2 separate regions of the Mus musculus genome follow, and region 1 is linked to region 2. The links are chromatin contacts, called in public Hi-C maps. All regions are on one chromosome and are shown on one strand. The core of a region is the stretch at or near the end of the contact, and the rest is flanking DNA. Distances in the headings are between cores, read along the strand shown. Region 1 has its middle 52 kb from the start of Sult2a6. Region 2 holds the start of Sult2a3 (sulfotransferase family 2A, dehydroepiandrosterone (DHEA)-preferring, member 3).

Region 1 (4,857 bases), core at 826-3,325, 80 kb after region 2:
AGTTCTGGGAAACAGACTCTACTCCTCTAAAAAAGCAGCAAGTGCTCTTGATCACAGACCCATCTCTCCAGCCTTTAATGTTATCATTTTCAAAAGAAAGGTATAAGAGCAACTTTATTGAATAATGAAAAGTAGAAATTAGCAAAAATTCAAAATTGTAAATGAAATAAGTAGATTTACAAAAGGGAATGGTTTGAGTATTTATGGCTCAATGTATAAAAGTGCTTGTCATATAAGCCTCATGATCAGATAGTCTCTGTAACCTGCATAAATTAGAAGAAAATGATTGACTCCACAAAGTTGCCCTCAGATTCTTACATATGTTCTGTGACATGTGTGTATCCACATAGATATTATGCACATATAAACCCCTGATAATAATAAAGAAAATATTTTTAAAGGAAAAAAGAAATAAGAAACTGGACACAATCTATAAATACTCTGGAAGGCAGTCTTTATGAGCAATCATGTAGATAATATGGGCCTGTGTGTATGTTATTAAAACATTGTCCTGATGTTAATTAATGTTATAGAAGGATAATGTATATTGTGGGCAGCACCATTCCTTATGCAGTGGGATCCTGAGAAGTATAATGGAGGAAATATCCAGGAGAAGGCCAAAAGCAATGGCCTACATATTTATTCTCTCCCTACTCATGACTGTGTAAGCAAGGAAAGTCATTGAAATCAGTAAGAGAGAATTGCAAAGCCAATTATAAAGGAAAGCATCTCAGAATAACAGATTCATTAACAACTTTTAAAAGGCAAGAAGGCTGAAAATCATAGTCTCTGGTAAGATGTCTGGCATAATTCTGATAGATCTGCTTTTATATGTTACTTGATCTCTTTCTATTACTGCTTTTAAAATTCTTTCTTTGTTTAGTGCATTTGGTGTTCTGATTATTATGGGAAGAGAGGGATGAATTTCGTTTCTGCTCCAGTCTATTTTGAGTTCCGTAGGCTTCTTGTATGTTCATGGGCATCTCTTTCTTTAGGTTGGTGAAGTTTTTTTCTATAGTTTTTTTTGAAGATATTTACTGGACCTTTAAGTTGGGAATCTTCACTCTCTTTTATACCTATTAACCTTAAGTTTGGCCTTCTTGTTGTGCTTTGGATTTTCTGGATGTTTTTGATTAGGAGCTTTTAGATTTTTGTGTTTCCTTTAACTGTTGTGTCAATATTTTTTTGTGGTATCTTTGCACCTGAGATTCTCTTTTCTGTCTCTTTTATTCTGTTGGTGATGCTTGCATCTATGACTCTTGAGCTGTTTCCTAGGTTTTCTAACTCTAGGGTTGTCTCCCTTTGTGATTTACTTATTGTTTCTATTTCCATTTTTAGATCCTGGATGGCGTTGTTCCTTTTCTTTCCCTGTTTGATTATGTCTTCCTGTAATTTTTAAGTGATTTTTGTGTCTATTTAAGGGCTTCTACCTGTTTACCTGTGTTCTCCTGTATTTCTTTAAGGGAGTTATTTATGCCCTTCGTTAAGTCCTCTACCATCATCATGATAAGTGATTTTATTTCTGAATCTTGCTTTTCTGGTGAGTTGTGGTATCCAGGATTTGCTATGGTAGGAGAATTGGGTTTTGATAATGCCAAGTAACATTGGGGTTTCTGTTGCTTGTGTCCTTATGCTTGCCTCCAGTCATCTGGTTATCTCTAGTGCTACCTGCCCTGGCTATGTCTAACTGGAGCCTGTCCTTCCTGTGATTCTGGTTGTGTCAGAAGTCCTCAGAGTCTAGCTGTCTCTGTGATCCTGTGATTGTGGAATCATTTGTTCCTGAGACCCTGGGTATGTTTGAACACCTGTAAGTCAAGCTGTCTCTGAGACCCTAAGATACTGGTCTGACCATGTTCCTGAGATCCTGTGACCTTGGGTGTGTTAGATTCCATAAGAGTGGAGCTGCCTCTCTATTTTGTGGGCTGCAGAGTTTGTGCCCAAGGTCTGCTCAGGGCACCAGTCCAGACAGACCAGAAGGAACACTTGCCAATGGTCTGGCAAAGTTCCTACATGCCTGTGTCCCACTGTTCCCAGTTACTCCCAGTGTTGGGACAGATTCTGTGTCCTCCTCACCTCTGATCCTTTGATCCTGGGTGTGTTAGAGCACCTGAGGTTGGAGATGCATCTGGGTATTGTGGGGCTGGCTGTGGAGTTTGCATCCAAGGTCTAATTGCTTCAAAAATTAAGAAGTATATATTTGCTGTATGTTATCATAAATGAATAAACAAAGTGTTCCAAGCAAATAGAACTAGAAAGCAAGAAAATATTGCTGATTTAATGTTACAAAATGCACTTGAATCAAACTTTGGTGAGAAAAAAAATAAACATTACTTTGTACCAACTAAAGGAATAATGAATGGGGAAGACAGTACAATTCTAACCACAGGTCTACTCAGTTTCATAAAGAAAATACTACTAGATATAAAGAAACAAAGGGTAGTCCCACTCTGAGTGGTTAACACCTCATCTCATTAAAAAAAATAAACAACATTAAATGGTGTCTCAGATAAAACAGGCTTAACCAATATTTACATAACACTAAATCTAAACAATGCAGAATACACATTGTTCTAAGTTGCCTATGGAGCTATTACTCATATATATATATATATATGAGTAATATGAGTATATATATGAGTATATATATATGCATATATATGCATATATATATATATAATGTTTTAACCAATATAAATTAAAATAATTTCTTATATGCTACTTAGCAAAAATGAAATAGTAACAAGTAAATGAAAAGAGAATCTCCAGAATGCAAACTAACTCATGAAGATTTAACAACTCACAGCTGAATGAAGAATTAGTTAAGAACAAAAAGTTTCCACAATCAAATGAAGATGAAAACAAAACAATATTTAACCTGTGGAATAAAATGAAAACAGCCCTAAGAGGGATATTTAAAGCTCAAAGTTCCTCCGTTAAGACATCAAAGAGATTTCTAATGCAGTAGTTAATGTTCACCATGGGAATTTGGAAAAAGAACAAAGCAAACACCAAACTTAGCAGCTAGAAAGATATCAGTGACCTCAGTGTCGAAATTAAAGAAGGAAAGAGCAGCAACAAGAAAAACAATATAGAGAGTTGATGAAAGTTATTTTCTTCAAAATATAATGAATATTGATCAAATCTTATCTAAACTCACCAAAAGAAATAGCAAATACCAAATGTAATACAGTAAAACACAAAAGGGGAGTCATTATGACAACACAAATCAAATTCAGGCAATTTTTAGAGTTTACATTAAAAATCATATACCTCTAAACTTGAAAACCTAAAAGATATGGAAGAATATATATATATATATATGTATATAGCTGATATAATTATATCAATAAGTGTTCTGAAAAAGTTTACCAGAAAACACTGGGATATGGTAATGACTTTTACCAAAATAAAAAGATACAAAATTAACATAAAATTAACATAAAAATTAACATAAAAAAAGGTAATAGCTTTCCTATCTACCAATGACAAGTTGACAAAAAAAAAAAAAATCAGAGAAATAAGTCTGTTTACAAATGCCTAAATAAAATACCTCAATAGACTCAATTTTCAAATAAAATTACATAGGATTACAGACTGGATACATAAACAGGACCCAGCATTTTGTTGCATACAGGAAATGAAACTCAGTGACAAAGACAGTCACTACCTCACAGTAAAAGGCTGGAAAAACAATTTTCGCAGCAAATGGTCCCAAGAAACAAGTTGGAGTAGCCTTTCTAATATCAAAGAAACTCAACTTTCAACCAAAAGTTATCAAAAAACATAAGGAAGAACTCTTCATATTCATCAAAGGAAATATCTACCAAGAAAAACTCTCAATTCTGAACATCTATGCTCTATGTGAAATGGTATCCACATTTATAAAAGAAATTTTACTAAAGCTCAAATCACATATTGCACCTTACACAATAATACTTGGAGCCTTCAACACCCAACTCTCACCAATGGATACATCATGGAAACAGAAATTGAGCAGAGACACATTAAAACTAACAGAAGTTATGGACCAAATGTATTTAACTTATTTCCATAGAATGTTTCATCCTAAAATAAAAGAATATAACTTCTTCTGAGCACCTCAGTATACCTTCTCAAAAATCAAACATATAATTGGTCACAAAAGAGGCCTCAACAGATACAAGAAGATTGAAATAATCCCATGAATCCTATCAGATCACCATGGTCTGGTCTTCAATAATATAAAACAACAGCAAGCCCACATACACATGCAAGCTGAAAAATTCCCTACTCAATGATATCTTTGTGAAGGAAAAAAATAAAGGAAGAAATTAAATACTTTATAGAATTCAATGAATATGAAAGGCACATCATACCAAAACTCATGAGACACAATGAAAACAGTGCTAATAGGAAAACTCATAGCTTTAAGTACCTCAAAAAAACCCAAAAACCCAAAAAGCCAAAACAAAACAAAACTCAGGACAGCATACAGAAATAGCTTGACAGCACACCCGAAAACTCTAGAACAGAAAGAAGCATATAGCCCCTAGAGGAGTAGATGGCACGAAATAATCAAACTCAAGTCTGGAATCAACCAAGTAGAAACAAAAGGAACTATATAAGGAATAAACTAAACCAGGAGCTAGTTCTTTGAGAAAACCAAGAAGATAGATAAATCCTCAGCCAGACTAACCAGAGGGCAGAAAGACAGTATCCAAATTAACAAAAACAAAAATGATAAAGAAGACATAACAATAGAAACTGAGAAAATTGAAAAAAAAATCATCAGATCTTACTACAACAACCTATATTCAACAAAACTGGAAAATCTGTACAAAATAAACATTTTTCTAGGCAGATTCCAGATACAAAAGT
Region 2 (4,452 bases), core at 1,869-4,368:
TCTGTGATTCTCAAAGTCACCTCCCCTACAGTGGGAGCTCTAAGTCTAAACTTGATCTTTGCTAATTTGCAATTGAATGGAGTACTTGGACTTCCCTAAAGAAGCTTTTGTACAGTTGTTTTTTACTTTGTTTTTCAAGCAGGTCAGTTAACACCATTCAGCCTGACTGCAGCAGGTGTGCAGCCTCGCCTCCAAGAGGTCAGGTGGCAGTTATTAATCTTCATTGAAGAAGCATTTTAAGTACATATTGTGTCTTTGGTCTGAATTGGGAATAAGGTGTGCTAATGAGGACCGGACAGTCAATGATGGGCACCCAGATCTCGGAACAATACCAATCTAGGACAGAGGTATATGCCAAAAGGCCATGGCTGTTGATAACACACCACAGAGCCATGTTTTGTGTGAAATATAACACAAACAAGCTGCACATAGCCTCCAAGACGGAACTGGATAGTTCTGGAATATCTAAGATTTCCTAAGACAGGCATGGCCACCAGCCACCATAACTCCCAGGCAGGACTATAGAGCATAAATACATTTTATGCCTCAGTCCAGCTTTTTTTAAAATATTAACAACAGGAGGTAAACTGTAACCTCCCCAAGCCTGAAGCAGGCTAAGCCAGACCTTGACCTTGCTCCCACTAAGGAGATTACCTAGGGTGGAGCCTTCCTCCTTAATCATTCTATTGTTCAGCCACTGTCACTGTTCCTCCTGCTGAGAGGACCCTGAGCTATTCTGGAGACTACACCCTATCCTGCAAGTCATCACCTGTAGCTGATTCCAGGCTCCATGGATAAATTGGTGGGAATGCCCCACCCTCCTTTATAAGCGCATTTGCCATTAAACATTTGAGCATTGATCAGGAAACATGACTTAGCTCCATTCTTTCTCTCGACCACCTAGTTTCCCCTCTCTTTTCAGCCCCAGCTTGCCTCCCAGGTATACCACATTTCTTGTGAGTGGCAGGCCGGCTTCCCAAACACACACACATACGAATGGCCACAAATTCATTGTGCCATTTTAATGAGAGATTATTCTAAGTTTGTATTTGTAGTTGCAGCACAAACTATAGCTTTTATGGATGTAAGGATATACAGAAAACTTCCTTACTGACTAGAAGCTATGATAGGTCAGTATGTGGATATCTCTAATTCCATCTACTGATCCTCTTTCCATTTCATGGGAGATTCCTGTGGCTACTGATCTCACTAGACAGCTAGACACATGATGACATTGTATATACAACTGATCTTTGAACATTGATTCTTGGTCTGTTAGCTTCCCCTATGAGCAATTGTGTCTTAGGTGTTTCACACACAGGCCTTAGGGTATATGTTACAAATAAGATTGGCTCTTTGATGGCAATGATATACCAATATTCACTGTACATTAGAGTTTGAACTCTGGCCTATATATGTAGTTCCTGAATGTTTCAGTGTGATATTTCACTTTATTTCTTAAATCTGTCCAGGATCACTGTGGACTGTCCATATCCTGGTACTCTATCTAATATAGTCTGAGGTGGGAAAACATTAGCATCACCTAGTACATGAGGATCCCATTTTCACATTTCAGCAAGACCTCCAGGACTTGTCAGGTAAAATAAGTTGAAAGAGTGTTTAGTCAAAGAAAATCTCAACCACTGGGCACTGACCTTGGCCTTGGAACTGAAAAAAGACTTGAAGAAGAGATGGACAGGAAGATGAGAGGAAATGAGTCGTGGTCCTTCCTTATTAATTAATGCAAGATATCCTATATCAGTCTCTAGCCAGGGTGAGCGGTCCCAAATGGGCACAGTTTGAATCCACTTTGGATCTCCCCTGGTCTGAATCAAGCAGACAATCTCAATCAGCCAGTGTGTTCCTGAATGAAAAGGAAAAGTGACTGTCACTCACTTCAACATTAATTATGAAAAAGCCTCAAGTACAATATATGCCCATACAATTTACAGTGCTGGCCATTTTCAAGCACATAGAATTGTGTTCACAATATCCATGTGACATAAGTGCAAAGTATATTCACTCATTATATTCTAGACTTCATTTTGCAAAACAGGGACCATATACTCAGTAAACAGCAACTTGGCAATGGAATATCTTCTCCAGCCCTGGGCCAACATCATTCTACATTCTGGTGGAATGAATTTGACAATCCCAGATATTTCAGAATGTTGTAATCAAAGTACCTGCCCTCTGAGACTACCTCCTTTAATTTAATTCATTGTTACTGGGATGGACCCATGCTGTAGTGTATGACTGAGTTCTTCTTTTTAAAGTGAATCAATTCCCTTGTGCATATTTATCACACACCCTTGCATTTGTGTTCATGTGTTCATTTGTCAGTATATGTTTCTCTAGATTTGTTCTCTGAGTTTTTGTCTGGTACTTTTTTCCTATATTCCCATTGCCTTTGTAGTTTCTGTGTTATTTTCCTTTCAATGCCAGCAGCCTAGTACTTACTCAATGTTCAGTGTGTCTTCCACACAGCAAACATCCACACCCCAAACTACCATGATGTCACTTATTACTTTCTTGAGTTTTCAGACTCTTTCTACGTCCTGGACAAGTTCCATAGTAATTCTACCTCAAACTGTCCTCTCCTCCACATATCCTCACATACATGCCTTTATCTCTTAATGTTATTTCTTGTATTCATTCTTATCACTCTCACTCTTCTATCTCTTCCCCAGAGAGAGGGACCAATGGCATATTCTGTCTCAGGGAGCACTATCATTGTTCTGGTGCCATAGCTTGTCTCCTCTGCCCACTTAGGTCAGACTGAGTGGAGCGCACACACAAATCTCCATGCCCACAAGTCATTTTACACATTAATATATAGAACACTCTACTTATCACCCAAAATGAATTAGGATTAAAGTACTAACCTCCCGTATACATTTCAGAATTAGTCTTACTGACGATTCTTACCTGACTTGGGGTAAGTCAATATCAACAAGTCTTCTTCTTTCACCACAAACTTATTACGAATATCTTCCAAAATTTCTTTTTGATATGCTATGGCAGGAAAAGGTATACCTTCAAACCAATAATAGTCTGACATCATGAATATCTCCTTGTAGGTGCTGTTAGAATTCCAGCCGAAGACACCTATTCAGCTTATAGCTAATGCTGAGAAGTAAGATTTAAAGTGCAAGTAAAAAATCATTAACATTATCTTGCTTGTTGTGAAATATTTACTGATAGGAAGAAAGAAGTATTGTAACCTACAGTCAAAGGTTACTATATTGAGCAATTTTAAAGTTGTACAAATAACATTCTGCAAAAATTGTGAGACCAAGTTCATTACCCCAAACTGGAAACTCAGTAAGATGTAATAGGACATAGAAATGCAAGTTAATTTAAAATGTCGAGTAATACAATTTAGCTTTCAGAATGATTTTGAATATGCAGAAAAATGACAGAGATCATACAGAACCATTCCAATGGAATTTCTTTGTTTTAAAATAGTGATTACTTTTGAGAAACTCATAGTACATTAACTACCCTTCTTCTTCCACTCAAAGCCTTCCCTCCTTTTCCCATATTTTTGGTCTTTACTTTAATATTTGATGCTATTTATATATGCACACATGTAAAGTCAACCTACTTAGTCCATGCATTTGAACTTGTATGCGATGTATCCTGAGGCATGCAGTTGAGGTTAGAAAAATCAATGTGGGATTTCATCTCCAAACACAGCCTATTCTCCATATCTTAACAACAACTGATATGAAGTATTTCTTCTTATAGGGTAAAATCATATAGAATTTTTCCTGGCCTCTTTAGTATACCTACTAGTGCCATTATGCTGGTTTGTTTGGATAACTACACTGTTAAAAGTTAATATGTCTATTTTCCTGTTGTATCTAAAAAAGACATAATCTATTAACAGGAACCTTGGGCTTTTGGGGGAACAAAAAAGCCCTCTTCTGTGACTTTTTCTCTGAGTCTCTGATGTTGTAAGGATTTATTTCAGATATATCAGTTTGTTTTGGGCACCTTTCTATTATTATCTATATTTTGACCCATTGTGGATCTTTGCCAGAGTCACCATATGTTACAAAAGGAAGTATCTTTGACAAGCAGTAAGAACTGTATTTACCTGTGGGTATGAGACAAGTACTTAGAAATCAGCTGGAAATTACACTGTTTTAGGGAACTGTTGGTAATGAGACTCATGGGGTTTTGCTTTTTCCAGTCCATGAGGTTGTTTATGTTTTTAGTACCAGACATGGCTTCCCTATTTTTTAATAGGCTTAAGGTCCAAATATATAGCCTTTGATTACCCCAAGATAAAACTGCCACCGTTTTGTTCCTTTGGATGTTTTGCCAGTCAAGTCATTCTTCTGGCTCACAGGCTTCATATCTGCGTAGTTTGAGTGATGGTGCCTCTCACTGGCAGAATAAGCAATGTCTTACGTTATGAAAACCACTTCACTTGCAAGAGATTTC

Evidence for each region. Hi-C and Micro-C count contacts between places; a contact is called where the count stands out from the background.
Region 1: a Hi-C map of liver shows a contact between it and region 2, with 6 times the contacts expected there. The contact joins the enhancer-like site here to the promoter of Sult2a3 in region 2. A contact is called at or near these places in 1 of 39 promoter capture datasets (liver), 2 of 484 Hi-C or Micro-C datasets (both in liver) and 4 of 9 other capture datasets (adipose tissue, liver, macrophages and 1 more).

The regions. Positions count from the first base shown.
Region 1 is chr7:14,200,651-14,205,507 of GRCm38.p6, forward strand. No RefSeq gene overlaps it. Among named protein-coding and RNA genes, the nearest start is that of Sult2a6, 52 kb to the right of the region's middle. Within about 2 kb of position 2,076, at least 1 of the 459 cell types and tissues checked has an H3K27ac peak or open chromatin away from gene starts, as enhancers often do. A contact at or near this core is called in liver, where this site is marked.
Region 2 is chr7:14,119,930-14,124,381 of GRCm38.p6, forward strand. Sult2a3 (sulfotransferase family 2A, dehydroepiandrosterone (DHEA)-preferring, member 3) reads right to left here and starts at 3,119. Exons shown (of 6, transcript NM_001101586.3): 1 at 2,929-3,119; 2 at 1,656-1,864. The coding sequence starts at 3,064.